Regions from separate parts of the Bombyx mori genome. Here region 2 is linked to region 1. A link is a contact called in public Hi-C data. All regions are on one chromosome and are shown on one strand. Each heading gives the region's core, a stretch centred on a gene start, on an enhancer-like site or on the middle of the called end of the contact. The rest is flanking DNA. Distances are from core to core; before and after follow the strand shown. Region 1 overlaps LOC105842657 (protein winged eye). Region 2 holds the start of LOC105842657 (protein winged eye).

Evidence for each region. Hi-C and Micro-C count contacts between places; a contact is called where the count stands out from the background.
Region 2: a contact with region 1 is called in a Hi-C map of whole pupa, with 1.8 times the contacts expected there. The contact joins the promoter of LOC105842657 here to the enhancer-like site in region 1. A contact is called at or near these places in 2 of 7 Hi-C or Micro-C datasets (posterior silk gland and whole pupa).

Annotation. Positions count from the first base shown.
Region 1 is chr17:15,677,243-15,682,312 of ASM3026992v2, reverse strand. All of the region lies in intron 1 of LOC105842657 (protein winged eye), which reads left to right. Among protein-coding and RNA genes, the nearest start is that of LOC101743649, 18 kb to the left of the region's middle. Within about 2 kb of position 2,417, at least 5 of the 8 cell types and tissues checked have open chromatin away from gene starts, as enhancers often do.
Region 2 is chr17:15,716,958-15,722,437 of ASM3026992v2, reverse strand. It overlaps LOC105842657 (protein winged eye), which reads left to right and starts at 3,548. Exons shown (of 14, transcript XM_038017000.2): 1 at 3,548-4,266.

The DNA.
Region 1 (5,070 bases), core at 1,168-3,667:
AATACTCCACAAGCCTCGTTTGAAGAAGGACATGTCATAGCGCTCGGGAAACACCGTGGAGGGGAGCTCATTCCATAGCCGGATAATTGCGAACTAGCAGTTAGTCTTGAATATTCTCGATAAAACCTTACAATTTCTTTGACTAAGTTATTGTGATTAAGCAACAGTCATTTATATGATAAAAAAGGGAAGTATCATCTAGTATCATAAATCTATTTTTCTTTAATCAGACGCTCCTTATATTTGAACCTGATGACCTAAATAATAATTAAAATAATTCTCTATAGCTTGGAATTTTTGAACGACACTTAATATCCAAGTAATACCTTGGCAACGCGGACGTAATAAAGTTATTACCATGCCTTCCCGTCACCAGATAAACTGTAATGTATTAAAACGTCACACTTTCTATATTTCGAATATAATCGTGCGACTTATGCGTTTTCTGTTATTTTTTATTGCATTGTTTATATGTGAACTAGCTTACGGCCGTCTGATATTACCGGAGCTCACAGAAATCTCAACGTTAATGCCACCCACCTTGAGACATGAGGCTGTTTCCAATTGTACCGCTATCCCGCTCGTCATGTAGGTATAACCTAAAAGAAGCTAAAACTCTCTCATTTTTGAAGGCTTGTACAACGCTTATTTAACTTAAATTTAACAGCTTTGACTAAAAGCTAGATAGATCATGGAAGTAAACAGGCCATTTTAAAACTTTTAGAGTAATAGAATTTCGTGAAAGTATGGTGTGTGGCAAACCAACTAACTCCAATACCCGTAGGCGGAGCGCCCCCACTAACACGTCAGCAAGTACCAGGACAATATAAAGTAGAAGAGTTCAGAATTATGCCCAAGCAAAAATTTATATGAACGTATTGAGACTAAAAATTTTCGTTTCTTTCTGGTAAGTGAATAGAATAAAGTTTTAATAATAAAAAATATCATTTCGACGCATTTGAAGCGAAAGTGAGTTTTTATTTTATTTTATGATTTAATGATTACTGGTGGCCCGGAGGCCTTTCCAGCTTCACCAGCACAGGTGGGCGAACAAAGGCTCAGCCAGGAGGGGTGGGATTTGCTAACAACTGCCCGAGCGCCTCCGAAAGAGACCTAACAACTTAAGAGCAATTGCTTCGTGAATGAATCTACTACATGAAATATATATTACTAGCGACCCGCCCTCGCTTCGTTTCCGAAACTGTATTTTATTATTGATTTCTACACTATTTAATGTATTTTTTAGATTATTTTAAAGATTTAAGCATACACAGGAACAGAGAAAGCGACTTTGTTTTATACTATGTAGTGTGAGGGGGAGGGTGATAGGAGAGATGTGCTCCGCACTAAACGCTTCAGTTTCCCCCCTTTGCCTTTTCATGAGTTCTGTTTCATGCGAGGTTCGGGCGAGGGTTGTTGAGCGACAGGAGGTTTTTAGTCGGTTCGACTCCGATATCCCCGGGGGGCGGAAGACCGGCGGTTTCCTCCAGACAAAAAAAAGTATACATATATTTTCAAAAAATTAAAAAACATCATAGGTATATTTAAGCAAAACCGCAATAATCACATTTGCCTTAAGCACAATGTAGCGTATATTGTCGGTTTACTAACTCTCCCAATATCTCTGCCGAAATGTAATGATGCGCTCTTGAACTGAAGTCTCGGGACGTGCTCACGACTCGGGAAACCGCTTAACAAGCTTAACAACAACTGGACTATTTTGCTCCAAACTGACGTTTTCAAATGTGAAATTTAAAGATGGCATATTTTTCGGACGATTTTTGTGACACTGTCGAAAATATTACGGCGTGAAGAGATTGAAAAGAAAGAAAGAGAGAGAAAGAAAAAAAATTGAAGCACACAATGCATTTCCAATATATGCCCTAGCCGCACAGAGTGGCGTATATTTACTCACACGTACTAAAACTACGAATGTTACTTGTTATGATTATAAAATGTATATGTACATACTAGCGGACCCGACAGACGTTGTCCTGCAAAAAATCCAAACCCATCCAGGGCGGCACCCAAACGCATTCAAAAAAATTCATTCAAATCGATCCAGCTTTTTAAGAGTTCAGTGACATACATACACACGTACAGTAAAATATCTATATAAAATAAATTTGTAAATAATGAAGATTTTTTTATAATATAAAATGCTCTAAGTAAGTTTAGTGAACTTAACAAAAAATTTTTGCTTACTACTAATTTCTAAGTGGGAAGCGCTTTGTGGCGTGAATAGACAGTACAGCGGTGCAGATCCGAAGAGGCTCATGGAGAGAACGTTCTCAAAAATGTAGCAAAACATTAAATAATTGGAGCGACGTTGAGAAACGTAATGTAGTTAGGGTGCACTAATAACTCCTCGGGTACCAGGGCCGCATAATGGGAGGGAGCTATCGTCTGCAGGAAACCCTAAATAAACACGCAATTATGTATAATCCGGCTCCACTCTCACTGCAGCGCGGTGAAAAACCATACGGTACCGACACAAGAACAAATCACTTTGTACACTAATACCAATAATAAATATAAATACCTATAGTTTTTATACAAAAAATATTGCGTAAATATTAAAACGAGCTCACGGCTTATCTGGTGTTAAGTGTGTGCCATCTGTATACATTACAACGTTAATGTTGCCAGCCACTTTGAGACATGAGGCCTATTGCCCCAATTATATTGTATAGCGGCTGTCCCACTCTTTGAACCGCATACCGTGATTGTTTCATAGGCCGCATGGTGCGATGGTGGTGTTGTTATGTTATTTTACTATACCGCCAATCAAAGATGTAGAATAAATAAATAGATAATACTTTAGTTACCTACATTTTAGGTAATAATTGCGATAGTTAGTAAGTTCTTTTTAATATAGAGAGGGTAATTAAAATGCAACGTGTATGGTCTCTGGCAACTATTTGATACCCGGCGAGTTGAAATCTTGTCCCATCTACAGCTAAACCAACAAATCGGATCGATCTCACGTTTATAACAAATCATGAAACCGTATTAACGACTTGAAGACTTTTGTGACAGCGACGAATTATATTGAAGAAAATAATAATAATCCGTTAGTTGTTTCTCAGTCGGTACACGGTTGTCATAGAGTGGAATTATAGCGCTGCGCGGAGGGACTTTCGCTTCGGCCGTTTCACCGTAGTACATTCACTTTATATACATACAACGTGTACCGGGCGTTCTGTGCGCACCGGTGATCCCGGGCGATGTAATTGTGGCACGATCGATTGATGTGAAGCTGTTTCAATTTGTTCGCTGCCCTAGTTGGTCAGCGGAATGATCAAGCGTGGCCCAGGGACGCGAAAACTAAATTACACCTCGTTTCCGTCATTGATACGGTGTACCGTGAGCTCCCAAGGCTAGATTTTTTTTTATTGTTTAGATGGGTGGACGAGCTCACAGCTCACCTGGTGTTAAGTGGTTACTGGAGCCCATAGACATCTACAACGTAAATGCGCCACCCACCTTGAGATATAAGTTCTAAGGTCTCAGTATAGTTGCAACGGCTGCCCCACCCTAACGCATTACTGCTTCACGGCAGAAATATGCAGGGTACCTACCCGTGCGGACTCACGAGAGGTCCTACCATGTGTAGGCGAACTTATTAGGCTTAGTCTGAGAGACTGCTAACATCTGTCCTAATAAGAGCAGTGCTGCGCTGAATTTGCCACAGGGTCGGAATCGCGACTCACTGAGAAGATCCGGTGAGAAACTCAGTAGGTTGAGTCCGTGAGTCCATTCGACCCGATCGACGAGTTGAACGAGAAAGGTACTATTATATATAGTTTTACTATTACACGAATACACAGGATGTAGTCGTGTGTGATCTTCAAAACGAAAGTATTCGAAGCATCGGATGTTGTAAATAATTATATCGTGAGATGAAGCCGTAATATTATTATTGACTAACGACTCGTCTGGGTTCACACGGTTGAATCAGAATATTATGTAAATTGAACTTCTTTACGGTAATTATATACTTATATATACTACTCTGTCAAGGAAATACCAGGAAAACATCATTAATACACTAAATATTTAGTTATTCATCCAAATTTATTTTATCACCTTCAAAGTATGCTCCTTCAGAAATGATATTTCCGCCAACGAACAATCCAATCATCAAAACATTTTAAACATTTTGAGTTCAGTTCTCGCCGCGAATTTTCCTTTATATCTTCTACCGAATGAAAACGGGTGCCACAAAGTGGTAATTTGAGTTTAGGAAAAAGAAAGAAGTCTGCTGGAGCCATATCTGGTGAATTAGGTGGTTGTTCGTAGGTATTTGTTGAGTTTTTATTATAAAAAATCGTTCTCAATGATGGCTTTGTGCGAAGGCGCATTGTAGTGGTGCAAAATCCAAGAATTTTCTTTCCACAAATCTGGCCTTTTTAGTCGTTTTTTTATTTTTTGCATATGTTGGAGGACGAGCTCACAGCCCACCTGGTGTTAAGTGGTTACTGGAGCCCATAGACATCTACAACGTAGCTGCGCCACCCACCTTGACATATAAGTTCTAAGGTCCCAGTATAGTTACAACGGCTGCCACACTTTTCAAACCGAAACGCATCACTGCTTCACGGCAGAAATAGGCAGGGTGGTGGTACCTACCCGTGCGGACTCACAAGAGGTCCTACCATCAGGAATAAATAACGCAAATTATAATTTTGCGGGTTTGGTTTTTATTACACGATGTTATTCCTTCACCGTGGATGTCAATTGTGATCATTTGTTGAGTACGTATTTCATTAGCAAAATTGGTAACCCGCCTGGGATTCGAACACCGGTGCATCGCTCGACACAAATGCACCGGACGTCTTATCCGTTAGGCCACGACGACTTCATATTTACTCTCTTAAACGCCAAATAACACTCAAATAATTATATTTAGTTAGTTTGACCTTTCGGCAAGAATTCCGAGTACACAACACCGCGATAATCAAAGAAAACAGTCAACATGACTTTGAGTTTTGATCGGCTTGGCGTGGTTGTTTTTTTTTCAGTTCCCTTAGAAGGCGCCACTTCGTACCTTGTTGAATAGTTTGCACG
Region 2 (5,480 bases), core at 2,299-4,798, 39 kb before region 1:
GAGTGGTACAAGATACACATAAAATGAAAGTTAATTATTATTAATTGGCATTCTGTTACTTCTACTACGAGTAGTAGGCGAATAAATATGAGGTGATGAAGGTGATGATAAAGTACTCGATCCACAGATCATAGAAACACTTGTTTCTATGATCTGTGACTCGATCCATGATAATACTTAATGCCATCAAAATAATTAAGCCCAGAAAATGTTTTGCCTTGGCCTCCTTGACCGATCAATTAAATAGTCGCCCTCGAAAAACCGATAGATTATATTATTACAACCTGTTTGTGGCTAATTAAAAAAAAAGCCCAAAACAATCCACAAAAGGTCAAGGGATAACACGAGGGTATATTCGTCTCTTTCACGCACCGTGCTGTGGCACCACGATGGGGCAGGAAATAAAATCGTGCTGTCCTCGTTCCACTCAGTAAATTGGTTATAAGCTTGTCTCGCTTCTAACAGAAATCGGTCGAATATTACATATTTTATCGCTGTTACTAAGTAATAATTATAACATTTAGTTCCTTACCGATCAACAATTATATTTAAAAGACAAGGGTATTATAAAGAATTTAAATTATAATACAAGAAATTTCTTCAATCAGGTATGATAATGCCCACGTTCCTAAAACGGTTTAGTATTTATTTTTGCGTAACAAACCTCGCAGGAATACAGAGACTAGATGTGGGTAGCCCTTAAGAAACCGTTTATGGTTCGAACTAACTTCGAACACATAATTTAGAATAGATAATAACAGAATCGGATGCCTAGATCGTAGCTTACCATTGAAGAGAGTTCTGCCGGCCTCTGTATGGACTGGCTTACTGACCTTGGGAAGCTCGGTAATTGAATTAACTTAATGGTGATTATCGTTACATTATGTAATGTAATACATGGCGTCAATCTATTAACGCTATGAGGTTGCAGGCAGCTATGCACCACAAGAATGTGGCTAGTGGTAAAGGATGTTGAAGCTGATCTTGGTAGCGCTCAGGAAGGAGCTGTCCTTGAAAAGGGAAGGAAGCTAGGAAACTGGAAGAACCTACGTGCCCTCAGCACTCCTTCTAAAGGCCACGAGGTTTTTTTTTATTGCTTAGATGGGTGGACGAGCTCACAGCCCACCTGGTGTTAAGTGGTTACTGGAGCCCATAGACATCTACAACGTAAATGCGCCATCCACCTTAAGATATAAGTTCTAAGGTATCAAGTATAGTTACAACGGCTGCCCCACCCTTCTAACTGAAACGGATTTCTGCTTCACGGCAGAAATAGGCAGGGTGGTGGTACCTACTCGTGTGGACTCACAAGAGGTCCTACCACCAGTAAAAAGGTCAGGTCAATATTTCTCTCTGCCACAAGCTCCAGGTTCGATCATGGGTCACAGACAGTTTTTTGTCAAATAGATTTATCGTCCAAGGTCTGGATGTACTTACTTATTATTGTAGGCATATTTCCAATTCTCACAACACAGGAGAAAATCGTTGGGAACAAAATTTCAAAACAAAACACTTCGATCAATAATACTACTAGATTAAGGATCAGGAACAAAAATAAGACGCTCGAGTGGCCACGTTTTCAGACACGAAAACATCTTCATTTCTTAGAAAAAAGGTTGATTATGTTAACGACTTCAGTTTATTATAAACCTTAATGCTTAAACATAAAGTTTAATTACCATTGCAAAATATATTTATTTAGGTCCTTTCGTCAGAGAAAGAATATTGTGGCATAAATTTAAAATGTCACTTGAACATAAAAAGTCATCAGTACAAAAATATTTATTCTAAAATGATACATAAAGCCTAATTTATAAGGTTAAAAATATTTGTTTAAAATTTCGTGCTTATTGTATTGTGGAACTAGATGTAGTTCTTGGTATTACATTTCAATGCTCAGAACACAGTAAGTATTGAAAGACGTAGAGTTGCAGAATATATTTGTTTTAGGTTTGTTTTGTATGGTCGCAACTATTTTTGACCGATTCAAAAAATTAGTAGATAATATTTTACATTGCCGCTATTACAACAAATAGGTAATAAATAATAAAATTGAATAAAGTAAAAAAAAATATGAAAGGAAACAAAGGAACAACAACGTTTTCCACGTATACTTTTTACAGAAGTAATTAAAACAATATTATTACTTTTTGTTTAATTACCTTTAAACAGATTCAGCTTGTTATATAGCTGTTTTTTAGAAGTAATTTTTATATGAGCGGTTTATTTTTTACAAATATAATTAATCTTATATTAAAGAATTTTTCTATAATCAGTTTAATTTAGGCTTATTTTATGGCTGTGTTCGTTTCCCCTAGAAAACAAATCCTTTTCAGCATATACGCTTAAAATATTTACACATACATATAAAGTTTTATAATACTTTTTTGCATTGATTTGCCACCACCATTGAACAATTCTAGAATTATTATATATTATATATTATAAGGGTTCTATAATTCTTATCCTTTTTCTTTCGCGACTATATATATCCATTGTGCACAGCGAAAAGGGGCTACTAGGAAATCTACAAACAAAAATAACATTATAAAATAACAAAACTACTCTATGCATTCCCTGTTCAAGAATAGGTGATGTTTGTTACAATAGTTGGTGCCTTGTTGCAAACATTGGCCAAACAATTACAATATTCGTAAATTGTATTTTATTTACTATATAATTCTGTTTATTATTTTATGAAATTCACTTCATAATATTAACTTACCAAAAAAATATATTCCTTCCAAAACCTTGGTGTTACGGTGGTTTTTTACTCCGTTTTTGAACGCGCAGTGCAGCGTTTTGACGTCTTAGTGTTGGCTATGATTGGACTATACTAATTTGAAATAAGACCACAAATTTATTTGTGGTCTTATTTTTCGGGCCGTTTTTGAAGCGCTAATCGCGAATCTAGTAGTATTATTGATCGAAGACAAAACATATCGTCTTTTATGTCAGCTGCTTCGCCTTAAGATAACGCGATTGCATCTTATATTTATGCCGAGCTTATCAAATACATACTAAATTTGATCACTTCTGGTTCGAGAACGGACTCCTTCCACTTCCACATAAGGTTAGTGCCTAGTGTGTGCACCGACTGTTAGAGATCATGAAATCAACTTTGATATTATCTTAAATATCGTGTATAACGCGTACGTGCTACAAGAAAATTGTGATCAAAACCTTGTTCATTCTAGGGTGTTTCACCCGATGCAAAATTGGAATATTTGCAAATGGTATCTGATCGTTGTTACATTACAAATTGAAGTTCATTCATAAGAGTTCCGAAGCGGTAACGGTAAGGTCAGCTCGGTGTAGATTTTTTTACTAAAAACCGTTTTCAGAAGCCTAGAAATAAGCAAAGTTTCGAAAGACCGTTGCTTCGTTTAGGGAATGGCGGAATCCTTACAATGCAGGTTGTATACAAAACTTGTTTGACGAGAATCGAGAAAAAAAGTGGCGGGCAAGTTCGCCTACAATAGCATTCCGCGCGGCGGCACCGCCCGCGCCCCGCCCCCCGGCCCCTGCCCGCGCGCCCCGCGGCCACCAGTCCGCCACCGAGCGTGCCCGCGTGTGACTGCATATCACGAAAATGTGCTTCCTTTCCAACATACATCATAAACAAAACACTAAGTGAACCTATAAACTTACGTTTACCTTAACAATACAGTGAAAAATGTAACTGTACTTTGATTTAACAATTTATATTATATTTATGTTTATACTAAATCAAACGAGTTGATTTTAAAACAAAAAAACGTACTTCTAATGGAATGCATTGAAAGATAGTAGAAACCGGTAATCTGTGTTGTGAAAAGTTTTGTTCCGGAAGATTCCCGTTTGTGCAAACACGGTTCTTACTTGTTATTGATTTTCGTGTCACTATTCTCGAACAGCTGTTTTAGGATCCGGAAGAGCGTACATTTCGGCTAAGTTATCGTACTTTAAAAATATGATGCGGAAATTTCAAGTGAAGATTGTTGTGTGAAAAAACCATAGAAATGTGTAGGTGCTAAAATACCACTGATTCAAAGAAACAACAACAGAGGATTAAATTTTATTGTAACTCGAAAAAAAATTGTGATGTGGCCGTAGTGAATAGTGAAGTGTAACTGTAAGATTTTAAAATAAAAAGAAATCGAATTGTATATTTTCGTCGGCAACGTATCGATAGAGTGCAGGATTTGCACCATAAGAATCGAGTGTAAAACTGTGAACTAAATATTGGATTTTCCTCGACAACTTGGATTTAAACCTGAAAATAAGGTAAAGACAATTTTATAATTGTAAATATATTAATATAGAGAAGCTTTTTAAATGGATTTCTGTGAGCGGCAACGCCGTTTTGATGTTGCCGCTACAAATAATAGGCCTAAACGTTCACCGGCTGAGACTGAGTCAGAGCCACAAAACTATTTGTAAAACTAAAAAACAAATAAATTAGAAGTAAATTTATAAACAACTCTGGGAAAATGAAATCCGATAAAAGTTAAAAGAAAGCTTTTATTAATATTCTCACTAGAAACATAATTATCGATTTTATTCACAATTCGGATAATAAAGCCATAATAGGTATGCAAATACTTTCTAATTTATTATTTTTTCACATTCATATTGTTATTTTAATTCAGAACATCACTTTTTTAATGTTCGCATTGGCTTAATGTTTATATTTGGCATGACGGGCTGACATGTTCAAAATTAGTAGACCTCCTTAAATAATTTAAAGCCAAAAAAGTGTTTTATAGATCGTGCTTTTAAATTAAAAATGAAATAAATTTGAAATGCATCCTTAACACAATGGCGAATAAGATATGGACTACTTTACATATTCTGTTTAGTATTGAGGAGTTTCGCGAGTCGCACATGATTAAAATTTAAAACTAATTTTACATTTTTATTCTTTTAATTTATTTGTTTTTATTTATTACACTTCATGTAAAATTTACATTGGCGGACTTAATGCCTAAGGCATTCTCTACCAGTCAACCAAAGGTAGTGCAGAGTGAATAGTGGTATGTGCAATGAAATTTATATTAAGTTACAAATACATACACAAAAAAATACACACATACATACATACATACATATAATAGTTTATACAGTATTAAAAGGAATATATTAATAAATTTTGTGATTTCCAATGTTTTAATTGTTTTAAAGTTTTCGGGATAACGCATATTTAAAAAGTTCCAATTACCTCTCTAATAAAATAGGTAATTAAAGGAAAATTACCCAGTATCTCAGGGTTTGACAATTTGCTTGACTTGAAGATGAAAAATCCAACAGAACGAGAAAATTCGATCTAGAAGCTACTGTGTCAATTGGCACCCATACGATTTAAGCACTCATTAGAGAAAACAAATGTTAATTTAACGTAAGCGTTTAAATTTAAAAAATATACCTAAATTTCATTAGAGATTTTAATTTCAGAACTGTATAACTCCAGATCCCAAATACTGTTGGAAATTTTAGCGTGT